Regions from separate parts of the Sus scrofa genome. Here region 2 is linked to region 1. A link is a contact called in public Hi-C data. All regions are on one chromosome and are shown on one strand. Each heading gives the region's core, a stretch centred on a gene start, on an enhancer-like site or on the middle of the called end of the contact. The rest is flanking DNA. Distances are from core to core; before and after follow the strand shown. Region 1 holds the start of S100A6 (S100 calcium binding protein A6). Region 2 holds the start of RPS27 (40S ribosomal protein S27).

Region 1 (6,391 bases), core at 1,795-4,294:
CAGGAACTGCCACACGCCTTGGGCATGGCCAGCCTCCCCTATAAAACCGGCAAAGATGAAGGAAACTTCCTTGCTGAGGCTGGGCTCTCAGAGATGCAAGTGGAGCCTGTGTGAAGGATGGGGTGGGGGGACGAGGGGGTTCAGGGGTCCAGATCAGCTGTGCACAGCTCAAGGGCAGGGCTCCCACCCGACACCCCCCCACCCCAGGGCTTTGATGGTGCTGACGCAGGAACCAAAAGGATCATTCGGCTAGTTCCAACACAGGCTGGAGGGAGACAGAACTGATTCTAACCAGATGGAGATGGTGGGAGGGAGGCAACTGATGGAGGGGAAGGTCTATGAGATAGTCATCGTATTATTATTTCAGTTAAAACAAAAAAAATCCAAGCTCAGAGACATTATATAACTTGTCTGAGGATACCCAGTTGGCGAGAGGCTGCAATTCCAGGCCAGGCCCGTGTATCTTTAAAAACAGCCTGGGAGGCCTCTGCTGTCACATTCTGAACCCTAGTGGGCCTCCTCGGAGAGAAGCTCCACCAGGTTTTGTCCCTGTGGACGGGGGACTGAAGTAGGTGTGGGTGTCACCGGCTGCCCCTCTGGCCTTCCTGCCAAGCTCTCTGCATCCTGGAGTGAATGAGGGCTGAGGGAGGGGCCGTGGGTCCAGCAGGGTTAATTACAGGGGGACAGAGGCCCTGGGGAGGGTATGGCTAGAACAGGAACCCAGACTGGGGACAAGAATGGCGTCACAGAGAGGTTGTTTCCATCTTCGTAAGTCCCCACGTCCTGTCTCCTGTGGCAAAGCTGGAGCTGGGGGCAGTGAAGAGGAGAGGGCAGGATGTTCTGTATTTTCTTCCTGTCTCCCACCTGCTGCCCCCTGGGGTGGGGGGGCTGTCACCGTGCTCTTGGTGGAGCTGGGCGAGGAGGGCAGGGACCAGAGAGTAAGACTGGGTGCCAGGCACTGGTTCCCTACGGCTGTCCTGCAGGCTCTCCTAGCAGGGAACGGATGCGCTGGCTTCTCGGCACGAACGCACCGCTCCTGGTGGCATGTGCTGTCTGGGTCGATGCTCAAGATCCCCAAGAGGGACAGACTAAGACCTGGATCTTGCTCAGCGCCGCATAGTCACCAAGCCGCTTCTATGAGGTGTTGCATGATATCTAGCTTATTATTTCTTCGGGCGGTAGAAAGTGTGGAGGGGAAGCGGGGCTGCCCTAGACTCCCTCTGGTAATTTTTCCAGGCTCAGGGGTCAGCTCACTGAGCGCCTGCGTGGTGCTGGGTCCTGGGCTGGGTGTGGCCTGGGGGCGGGGGGATTCTGAGGGCCCAGAAGCTGACTCCGCTGGGGCTCAGCCTGAGGCTGGGAGGGGGCAGGGCTGACCTGTGTCTCTACCTGGGCCCTGGAAGAAGATGAAGGAGAGCAGTGTGGACGACCTGATGAAGAGTTTGGATAAGAACAGCGACCAGGAGATCGACTTCAAGGAGTACTCGGTGTTCCTGACCACGCTCTGCATGGCCTACAACGACTTCTTCCTGGAGGACAACCAGTGACGGGGCCCAGGCCCTGGCCTCTGCAGCTCCTATCACACACCCTTCCAGAAGGATGCTGCTTTAGCCTTCCATTCCCGCAGAGGAAATAAAGATTTTCCTTTCCAGGGGTCCGTGGCTGGTTTGGAAGATGTCTTGTCCATCTTGGCTGGGGGTGCGGTGGGCAGGGCAGCGATTCCCCTTCAGTGAGTGGAGAGCTTCTGGGGGCTAGGGTTCTGGGCTCCCTCTCCACTTCCTGTCCTTTGGTGTGGATGTGACTAAGTGTGTCTGGGCTTAGCATGGCCCTCCTGGAAAATGGGGAAGTTGGGCCAGGCTTTTGATGGCTTCCGAGGTGTGCTTCGGCTATGCAGAGAAAGTTAAGGAGAAAGTGCTTAGAGGGTGAGGACACTGGAGGCAGCCGGGATGTGGTTCCTGGGGGCAGTGGTGGACAGGCCAGTCTGACTTGTCACCAGCTCACAGGAGGCCACCCTGAGGACGCTGGTAAGAAAGGGGAGTGTGGCCTTGACCTCCAGGCCAGTCCCCTTTCCCTCTCCTCCGTTTCCCTCTCTGCAACAAGCCCTGCTACCCCGCATGCCACCTCAATCACCTCTAGGCTTTCTGCCTTTCCCACCTCCCCATATCAAAAGCCTTTCTCCAGAGAGGATCTGAGAGGAGTTCCCCCTTGTGCTGCAGCGGAATTGAATCTAACTAGGAACCATGAGGTTGCAGGTTCGATTCCCTGGCCTCACCCCAGTGGGTCAAGGATCTGGTGTTGCCATGAGCTGTAGTGTGGGTCGAGACCCTGCTCGGATCTGGCGTTGCTGTGCCTGTGGCAGAGGCCAGCAGCTACCCGAGGCCCTAAAAAGCAAACAAAACAAAACAAAACCCAAAACCAAAAAACACTGAGGATCTGAGAAACTTTGCATTGCAGGGTAAATAACTAGGGACACAGGGCTTGGCTCTGGCATGTGTGCCCCTGAAGCTGCAGGAGGCTCCGGTGTGCAATTCTGGAATTCGGGGTGGGGGAGGGGGTTGGGGAAGGGAGCAGGATGGTGGTAGGAATTCGTTTTCCGCTGGCGGATGGGTGTTGGAGAAGTCCTTGAAACTGTATTCTGTAGACCACCGGCCGCTCCCCACCCTTCATCTAGGTTTCGCCCTGGGAAGGGGGCACCCTTCTCTCCCTTCTCCACCCACTTCCGGCAGCCCCCCCAGCGTCAGTGACAGCGTCCTGCCCTGGCCTGTCACATCACGATGCTGGGGGGTGGGTGGCTGCAAACTGGGTTTCAGGGGTTAGGAAGGAGCTCGAGGTCACTCGGCTGGCTGCAGGTGGGACCCCCTCCCCCTCGAGGTCCCCCCCACCCCGCGGAGCCCTGAACTGCCCCGGGGCAGGAGGCGTGGAAAGTTTTGGGGCCCTGGTGTTGTGTAACGGCGAGCACAGGGTGGGGCGCGGGGCGGGCCGTGGGCGGTGGGGAGCCGGCCTCCCGGACGCGCCTCTATAAGGCGGGCGGGCCGGCCCCAGAGCCCAGCATCCCCTCGGCCGCTCCCTGCTCCCGTCGCTGCCGCCGTGGTGAGTCCTGGCCAGGGCAGCCCCGGTCCTTCTGAGCCAGCCCGCCCCGGGCTTGGTCCGCGGGCGGTGGATGGCTCGGCATCCAGCCTGGGGCTGCGGGGCTGCCGGGCGGGCGGGGAGAGGCAGGAGAAGCCAGGCTGGCCCAGGGCTAAGGCGTCCGTTGGGCGGCTCCGGGTAGTGGCCCATCTGGGGTGCGGGAGGGTGTGTCCCGGGCGGGCGTGTCAGCGCCGCCGTGTGTGGCCCTGGAAGGCTGTGTGTAGGGCTGGGTGCGCCGTCTCCACCCCCGCCCCGCAACATCCGCCCCAACTTTCCCGCAACCCCTGGAGGAGCGTTCTCAGCTGTGTTCCTGTCTGCTGCTTAGAATCCTTGAGCCACCTCGTCTCTGGTTCCCTGGAGGCCACAGATCTCTAGGCTCTAGAGTCTGCCCTCTTCCTCCCCTTCAAGCCTCGAGCTGTCTCCTGAGGTCACCTGACACTTACTTGGTGGTCCGGGCAGGGTCGTCAAAGGGAGTTGGGGTCGGGGGTGGGTGGTGGTGGGGATGGGGGTGGGTGGGTGGGGGGCAGAGGTCTTGGGGCTTGCGGTGAGTGAGAGGAGTGAGACCTCCGTGTGGCCCAGGACACTGACCAGCCCCTCTGCCCCCAGCCTTGAACTCAGCCTTCAGCCATGGCATGCCCTCTGGATCAGGCTATTGGCCTCCTGGTGGCCATCTTCCACAAGTACTCCGGCCGGGAGGGTGACAAAAACACCCTGAGCAAGAGTGAGCTGAAGGAGCTGATCCAGAAGGAACTCACCATTGGGGCGGTGAGTGAGTCTCCCCTGCCCCCCCCCCCCTTAGAAGCAGGATTGGGAGAAGGCCAGGCGCCAGGTGCCTGTGACTCACACTTACTCACATTCCGGGGACCTAGACCTTACCGGACCATTGGTCCACACCCCTGGGCCCTGAGGGGCTGGGGATATTCCCAGCCTGGTATTCACTCCTCCTGAGTCAGCAGCAGAGAAGTCAAGCCAAGTGAATTCAAGGTGGGCTCAGAGTTTTGGTGACAAGTGAGCACAGAGCCACTTGTCTGAGAGAGGGCTGCCTGGGAGGGGGAAAGGCAGAGAACCCAAGGTCTCATCACCCCTGAGTCCTGGATTTCCCATTTTGACCCGGTAGAAGCTGCAGGATGCTGAAATCGCAAAGCTGATGGATGACCTGGACCGGAACAAGGACCAGGTGGTGAACTTCCAAGAATATGTCACCTTCCTGGGGGCCTTGGCTATGATCTACAACGATGTCCTCCGGGGCTGAACATAAATTGAGACGGTGGAGACACCCTTTAGCTGGCCTGTTGATCTAGTGGTGGGTAACTGTACAATAAATTTTTTTTGTTGTTAAATCTACCCCTGTGTCCTGGCTTCCCTGTGATTTGTTTCCTCCTCTGCTTGCCGCTGCATCAGCCATCAGAGGGTTTTCTCGCAGTCCCCTCTGGGAGTGACTCAGTGACTCACCAGGTCAGGGGAGCTGGTGGGAGGGTCCACAAGATGATGGATGCGCCCTAACAAGGCAGTTACAGCTCCTAAACTGCTTTTATGTGAATCAGAAAAGATGTAAGCTCTGGGCAAAGCCATCTTAAGGAAAGGCTCAAGCGGTCCCCAGCACAGGGCGTTCTGGGGTGGGCTTGGAGAAGGAAATGGTGCTTAAGCCAGGCTGTGATGAGTCCAGAGTGGAACAGAGATAGTCCTAGCTGGGTCCTTGCAGACGACAAAGACAAGTTTTTGCTCTGGGTGTGGTCAAAGGGGAAGGTCCAGCAGGGCTGTGGGGCGGGGCTGGTCCACTCTCTCACTACAGGGAAGTGGGGGCAGAGAAGGCACATCTGGCATGCTCACAGCCTGGCTGGGGACTGCTGTGGATGCTGTACGGTCAAGGTCAATTCTGCTGCCCCTGCCCCGGTTGAAGGTGGGAGGCACACCTTAGGGCCCTTTGTTCTCAGAGTTGTGGTCTGAGAAGCTGGCAGCTGTGTGGATACATGAATCATGAGATGCTCATGAAAGGGGTGGGATGGGGGTCCCCGGGACTGGGCAGCCACAGCCCAGCCTTTCTGTCAATATTGAGCCAGCCCATTCCTAGCGCCTTAGCAGAATGGATCACCCCAGTTATTCCATGGAGCCACTGGTAGATGATGAATTGAAATTATCTGAGTTCATTGTTTGCATTAGTGTTTTCAGGCGGTGGGGGGAAGAAGGGGGTGGCGGGGGAGGAGGGGATGGTGGGGAGGGAGGGGGATCGGGGCAAGAGGGTTTCAGGGCGATGGGGCAGTTGTGGCAATGCTCTCCCATGCAGACCTAGTCTGTGCCAGGCAATTTCCTCTGTAGGTTCTGGGGGCCTCAGACAGAGACCGTTTCTTCCTGTCCCTCTTTTTCACCTCTCCACTTCCCAGCGGGCCCAGATTTGCGGAATTAAATCTTCTTCCTCCATGAGGTGGGGATGAGCAAACAGTCCCAAGAGGGCTGGAAACCTCACCTTTGGTGTCCCTCCTTCTCTAGTGGCCACTCCTTCCCCGCAGGGAGTAGGGACTGGCACAGTTGTGAACCAGGAAGGGACCCAGGATCTGAGCTCCCTGTCTGCACAGTCATGTCCAAGCCTTAGCTCCATGCAATCTCCTCTGGAAAGGTAACTTCTCAGCGGCCAGCATCTTGGGGCTTGGACCGAGCGCCCTCGTGTGGGCAGATAGCAGGACGCCGCGGGGAGCGGGTTGGTTTTCTCCAAACCCCAGGGATGGGCCAACGGTGTAGAGGCCAAGGTTGGTGGAGACTTTCCAACCAAGAGGGAAACGCCACTTGGACGCTCAGGGTATGTCAGCTCCCAGCAACTAACCCCCAAATAAAGCAACTCAATTTCACCTAAGACACACCTACCAGGAACAAGTCAGTAAGAGGAAGGCAGTTTGCAAAGACAAACAGAATCTGAATCGTGCTGCTCCCCTGCCCCACTTGCTTTTGGCAGAGAGGACATTCCTGCAGATGAAGGAGGGCTCCTTTCAAGGGGTGAAGACCCACTCCCGGGGTGGGGGCTGCTCCTGCATTTGCTGGGAGCTCGGGTGGGTGGCCTGGCCCAGGGATGGAAGAGAATCAATAAACCTGCACAGGGCACAGTCCACCTGCTGAGCAAACAGGCGTGTCCTTTATAAAGTGTCTGACTTTCCAGTGGAGGGCAACAGGAACACGGATTTAAAAAATAAAATAAACACTGAAATGTATAGTTAATCTTTAGTTTGCTTTGAGGGTATGTTTGGTGGGGGGGGTGGCAATGGGAGGAAGCAGCATT
Region 2 (6,391 bases), core at 1,346-3,845, 400 kb before region 1:
ATGTTTCATTGGTGACATCTCCCATGTTCTTTCCCCAGCATACAATGCCCTCCTCAAGAAGATACAGACAGTTCCAGTTGTTTACGTACCAACTCTAGGAACATCACAGTCAGGTAAAAAAATTACTATTATTTTTATTTTTGAAAAGCTCAGATATCACCCTCTTTCACTTTATTCACCCTTCATCAATTTTTCTTCCTCCTTCACTTCTAGGTTCTTACACATACACACGTTCTCCCCCTCCCTTCGTGAGTCCACAACCCCCACCATCCCAGAGGCTACAACATTGGCTTTGGAGTATAAGGCACTAACCTCTGCTCGGACAAGTCTCCTTTAAGTGTTGAGGACTGGAGATTTCTAGCCCTAGACCAGAAGCCAAGCAGCAATCTCTATACTCATAAGCCTCCTAACAAGGCTTCTGAGAACTGTGAATAAAAGATCCTAAGCTGTTTGCTATTAAAATGGTGTGTGGATTACATTTTACTTTTTTTTTTTTTTAAGAGCTGCACCTGAAGCATATGGACGTTCCCAGGCTAGAGGTCTAATCAGAGCTACAGCTGCCGGCCTACACCACAGCCACATCAGATCCGAGCCACATTTTCGAACTACACCACAGGTCACGGCAATGCTGGATCCTTAACCCACCAAGTGAGGCAAGGGATGGAACCCGCATCCTCATTGTCCCTAGTCGGATTCATTTCCGATGTGCCACGATGGGTCCTCCCCACTGCGATTGGGTTTTAAAGATCAACTGTCAATTTTTAATTCTAAACAAACATAAAAGTGAAAGCAAATACCCTATTTACATACTATCCCAGTTTTTAATCAAACTGCAGATTTACCCAATGAGCCTAGGGATAGAAATACCCCAAACGGACTTGGCCACTTACTTGCCCCAAATGACTCTAGACTCCACTCTTCTGGATGCCCCTGAATACGTGAGGTAGGAACTTCCTAGCAGTAAAACAAGACAATAAACAGGATGTATCCAAAACGTGTTTATTGGGATCATTTCCCATTCATCTTGACTCAGGGTGCTTTTAGTGCTGCTTCCGTCTGAAGGAGCATCCTGGAAGAAAAAAGGTCGTTAAGAATAACTGACAGCAGCCTCCTTACCCTGCTGAAGCCCCACAAAGTGATCTATGATACCAACAGGAAAGCTACATGTTATTTTTCTCAACTCCTTCAGTTCCTACGTAGTCACTGAAAGACCCTATTATCAGCTCTGCTTGTATGAAGCCCCTTTTATCACCCATCCACCCCAGCTTGAGACAGTAGCGTTCTGAGATTTAGAGCTTTCTAATAATGCTTCTGGAAGGAAAAAAAAAAAAAAAAAAGACTATCAAACCCAACCCTCTTGATGAGACATTATACATGATCTCTCTTAAAATTCAAACCTCAAAATCCTAACACTGATTAAACCATTTACCTTCTGTAAGCCTTGCTTTTCCTCCTGTAGGCTGGCAGAGGACAGTAGAGCAGCCAACACACAAAACTACTGTTTGTGCATGGCTAAAGACGGTGGTGATTTTATAGCATCCTGGGGAAAAAACCAAATTAGTTATTTTACTTTCTCCATCTTTTCTTCACCTAAACGTACGCTGTCCTGTATCAACTGTAAGATCAGAACGTTATGTAATTGCCGAAATTCACTTTCCCATTCTAAACTTGATTACCTAGCTCCACATATACATTAAAGCCAACTCGGAAGCTTCCTGGACTACCTGCCCCCATCGATGTTTTTTTTGTCACTAACATATAATATAAACATTACCATCATCCCACAGCCTGAAGAGGAAAGGAGTGAAATCAAAGATTATTGAAAAGTCAAAAAACAGAGAATCCTCTACTTGAACGGGAAGGACGCTCAGTAACTGTACCTTGCATCCAGGTACAAGTACAAAAATGACCACAGCAGAAACCCAACCTATCATCCCAGTGTCTCCTACTTTGCAGATGAAGTTTTGAAAAGAAACTACTCTGGGTCACTTCTACACTGCAAAATTCTTACTCATCTCACACCTTCAACTTTCAAGAAATGGGACCTTTTTGCAATTCTTGGGCTCCAACGCTTCCCCCACTCCTACAAGCTATCTCCTCACCTGGGCATTTCACATCCATGAAATAGGAATTGGGGCTCTGCACCAGGCGCTTCTTCTTGTGTTTCCTCTTCTCCTCTTCTGGAGAGGGATGAAGGAGATCCTTTGCGAGCTACGAGAAGTAGAAATGCAGAGATTTAGAAACCAACGGCGAACACGGAATGATGAAAACAGCCTCCGCTGCCACACACCGGGGAGAGCTCGCCCCTCGCCGCCCCTGGTGTCTGCGCAGCTGGGCCGCCATCTTATCTCCTCTCCGCTCCCGTCTATGCAGGGGACCCCGCGGGCCTCCGCGGTCCCCGTAGTTAATGTCCTGGGAAGCGCGAAGGGCAAATGAGTGCCCTCTGCGATCCGAAATCAGCGTGAGGGGAGCGTGCGGACAGAAGAGCGAGATCTCCGCCGAAACCTGGACCAAGAGACTCACAGGCATGTTCTCGAAGGGACGTCGTCACCGCCGGAAAGGAGCGAAGGCGGAAATCCTGCTCCTTATATCCACCGTCCTGCAGGAAGTGACGCATGGGCCTTCGGCCGCCATGTTGGGAAGGACTTTTTCTCACCGTCTGCACGCGGTGGAAAGAGCAGGGGGCTGCCATTTTTGGAAGGTCTCTAAATGAGAGACATAGGAGTGGCCACGTTCAGAGTGTGAGCTGGAGCTCCCAGAAGTTCAGTGTCCCCTCCTCTTTCGAGGTGTAAATGGACAATTTTATTTTATTTTATTTATTTATTTTATTTTTTGTCTTTTTTCTATTTCTTGGGCCGCTCCCGCGGCATATGGAGGTTCCCAGGCTAGGGGTCGAATCGGAGCTGTAGCCACTGGCCTACGCCAGAGCCACAGCAACGCGGGATCTGAGCCGCGTCTGCAACCTACACCACAGCTCATGGCAATGCCGGATCCTTAACCCACTGAGCGAGGCCAGGGAGCGAACCCACAACCTCATGGTTCCCAGTCGGATTTGTTAACCACTGCGCCACGATGGGAACTCCTAAATGGACAATTTTAAAACTTGGTGCTGCGCTTTGACAATAGGAGCTCTTTAGGGAAACAGCGAGACTGAGCCATGTCTGGAACTTCTTAAATTTCTTTGCCTTTTTTCAATAAGTTTAATTTACCTTTTTTTTTTTTTTTGTCTTTTTGCTGTTTCTTGGGCCGCTCGCACGGTATATGGAGTTTACCAGGCTAGGGGTCTAATCGGAGCTGTAGCCACCGGCCTACACCAGAACCACAGCAACGTGGGGTCCGAGCCATGTCTGCAACCTAAACCACAGCTCCCGGCAACGACGGATCCTTAACCCACTGAGCAAGGCTAGGGACCGAACCCTCAACCTCATGGTTCCTAGTCGGATTTATTAACCACTGCGCCACGAGGGGAACTCCTAATTTGCCCATTTTTAACAACTCAGAAATGTAAAAATTTACAGAAATGTAAAAAAAAAAAGAATCCATCAAAACGATATGGTACTGGCACAAAGTCAGAAATATAGATCAGTGGAACAGGATAGAAAGCCCAGAATTAAACCCACACACCTACAGCCAACTAATCTATGACAAAGGAGGCAAGGATATGCAATGGAGAAAGGACACCTTGTTCAGTAAGTGGTGCTGGGGAAACTGGACAGCCACATGGAAAAGAATGAAATTAGCTCACTCCCTAACACCATACACAAAAATAAACTCCAAATGGACTAAAGACCTAGATATAAGACCAGACACTATCAAACTCTTAAAGGAAAACATAGGCCAAACACTCTCTGACATAAGCGACTGCAACATCTCCTCAGATCCACCTATCAGAGTATTGACAGTAAAAACAAAAATAAACAAATGGGACCTCATCAAACTTAAAAGTTTCTGCACAGCAAAGGAAACCCTCAACAAAACGAAAAGACAACCCACAGAATGGGAGAAAATCTTTGCAAGTGAATCGACTGACAAGGGATTAATCTCCAAAATTTATAAACACCTTCCGCAGCTCCATATCAAAAAAACAAACAACCCCATCCAAAAATGAGCAGAAGATCTAAACAGAGAGTTCTCCAAAGAAGACATACAGATGGCCGAGAAACACATGTTCAATGTCACTCATTATTAGAGAAATGCAAATCAAAACCACTCTGAGGTACCACCTTACACCAGCCAGAATGGCCATCATCCAAAAGTCTACAAACAAAAAGTGCTGGAGAGGGGGTGGGGAAAAGGAACTCTAGTACACTGTTGGTGGGATTGTAAATTGGTGCAACCACTGTGGAAAGCAGTATGGAGATTCCTCAGAAAACTAAACATAGAACTACCATTTGATCCAGCAATCCCACTCCTGGGCATCTATCCAGAGAAAACCTCGACTCGCAAAGACACGTGTACTCCAGTGTTCATTGCAGCACTGTTTACAATAGCCAAGATATGGAAACAACCTAAATGTCCATCAACAGAGGAGTGGATCCAGAAGATGTGGTACATATACACAATGGAATATTACTCAGCCATCAAAAAGAACGAAATACCAGCATTTTTAGCAACATGGATGGACCTAGAAACTATCATGCTAAGTGAAGTCAGCCATACAATGAGACACCAACATCAAATGCTTTCACTGACATGTGGAATCTGAAAAAAAGACAGACTGAACTTTTTGCAGAACAGATGCTGACTCACAGACATTGAAAAATTTATGGTCTCCGGAGGAGACAGTTTGGGGGGTGGGGGGAATGTGCTTGGGCTGTGAGATGGAAATCCTGTGAAATCAGATTGTTATGATCATTATACAACTACAGATGTGATAAATTCATTTGAGTAATTAAAAAAAGAGAGAATCCTCATATTTTCCCCACCTCCAGCTTATTCCCAGGGCTAACTGTTGTTAAATTTTTGTCTCCTTCCCATCCTTTCCTTTTTTTTTTTTTTTTTTTTTTTTGTCTTTTTAGGGCCCCACCCACAGCTTATGGAAGTTTCTCGGCAATGGATCTAATAGGAGCTAGAGGTGCTGGTGGAGGCCACACTCACAACAACTCCCCATCCAAGCCGTGTCTGCAGCCTATACCACAGCTCATGGCAATGTGGGTTCCTTAACCTACTGAGCAGGGCCGGGGATGGAACCCGTGTCCTCATAGATACTAGTCAGGTTCTTAACCACTGAGCCATGATGGGAACTCCCCATCCTTTCCTTCTAATAATTATATCATCTACTTATATAGTGCTTATTTGTGTATTGTTCTGCTTTTAATATTGATTATATCCATAACTCTATCAGGTTGGATTTTTTTTTTCATTTTTTAAAGCTTTACTGAAGTATAGTTGATTTACAATGTTGTGATAATTTCTTCTGTACAACAAAGTGATTCAGCCACACATGTACACACACATCCATTCTTTTTCACATTCTTTTCCCATATAGATTATCACAGAGTATTGGGTAGAGTTCCCTGTGCTATACAGCAGGTCCCCATTGGATTTGATAATATTATTATCCTCATTTTACAGATTTGGAAAGTGATGCCCAGAGCTATTAAATTGTCCAGGCAGTTTCCACTGTGGCCGATTAAAAATCTGGTGTTGTCTGTGTGGCAGCTCGGGTTCAATCCCCAGCCCAGCACAGTGGGTTAAGGATTCTGCATTGCCCAGTTCCGATGCAGGTTGCAGCTGTGGCTCATATTCAGTCCCTGGCCCAGGAACTTCCATATGCAATGGGTCTGGCCAAAAAAAGAAAAAAAAAATTGTCCAAATTATGTTACTAAACTGCCTTCCAAAAAGATTGTGCCAATTTACATTCCCACTTCCTTTCACCCACGTTTTCACCAGCACTGCCCTTCCAAGATTTCTAATCTTGGCAGCACTGACACGTCTGACAAGGAATGAGAAGAAGGAAAAAAAATGAAGGCCCAATCATCATCTTCTTCAATAATCCTCAAAAGATTAGAATGTCCATTTGTCATAACGGAGGGATGAAGATGACCCAAATGGCACTGGGGACGTGGTTAACTCCAAAGGAATGGAATAGTTCCAGTCAAAAGTGTGCTGGTAAAACTTTAACAACTGGCTTTATGGAGGCGAGCCCTGATTTGCTGTCTTTGCTAATTTCGGTGCTGTAAATACTCTCACTATGACCAGTTTTGGACTACCAATGTGACATTATTAAACACAGATTTGGGAAGAGATAAGCATAGTCTGTTCTCATGAGCCAGTAAGAATTGGTTCTAGGAGTTCCCTTGTGGTACAGCAGGTTAAGGATCAGTGTTGTCACTGCAGCAGCTGGGGGGTTGCTCCTGTGGTGCAGCTTTGATCCCTGGCCTGGACATGG

Evidence for each region. A called contact is a pair of places that touch in the nucleus more often than the background predicts.
Region 2: a contact with region 1 is called in a Hi-C map of mesenteric adipose tissue, with 3 times the contacts expected there. The contact joins the promoter of RPS27 here to the promoter of S100A6 in region 1. A contact is called at or near these places in 7 of 47 Hi-C or Micro-C datasets (embryonic fibroblasts, epiblast stem cells, fetal skeletal muscle and 3 more) and 2 of 2 datasets of contacts at active chromatin or transcription factors (alveolar macrophages and skeletal muscle).

What each region holds. Positions count from the first base shown.
Region 1 is chr4:96,095,220-96,101,610 of Sscrofa11.1, forward strand. It overlaps S100A6 (S100 calcium binding protein A6), which reads left to right and starts at 3,045. Exons shown (of 3, transcript NM_001044557.1): 1 at 3,045-3,087; 2 at 3,730-3,888; 3 at 4,241-4,466. The coding sequence starts at 3,751. The coding sequence ends at 4,375. It overlaps S100A5 (protein S100-A5), which reads left to right. Exons shown (of 3, transcript XM_021090792.1): 3 at 1,404-1,651. The coding sequence ends at 1,544.
Region 2 is chr4:95,696,886-95,703,276 of Sscrofa11.1, forward strand. It overlaps RPS27 (40S ribosomal protein S27), which reads right to left and starts at 2,596. Exons shown (of 4, transcript XM_003125735.3): 1 at 2,524-2,596; 2 at 2,103-2,211; 3 at 1,430-1,540; 4 at 984-1,069. The coding sequence starts at 2,529. The coding sequence ends at 1,041. NUP210L (nuclear pore membrane glycoprotein 210-like) reads left to right here. Exons shown (of 40, transcript XM_021089795.1): 39 at 39-113; 40 at 214-311. The coding sequence ends at 311.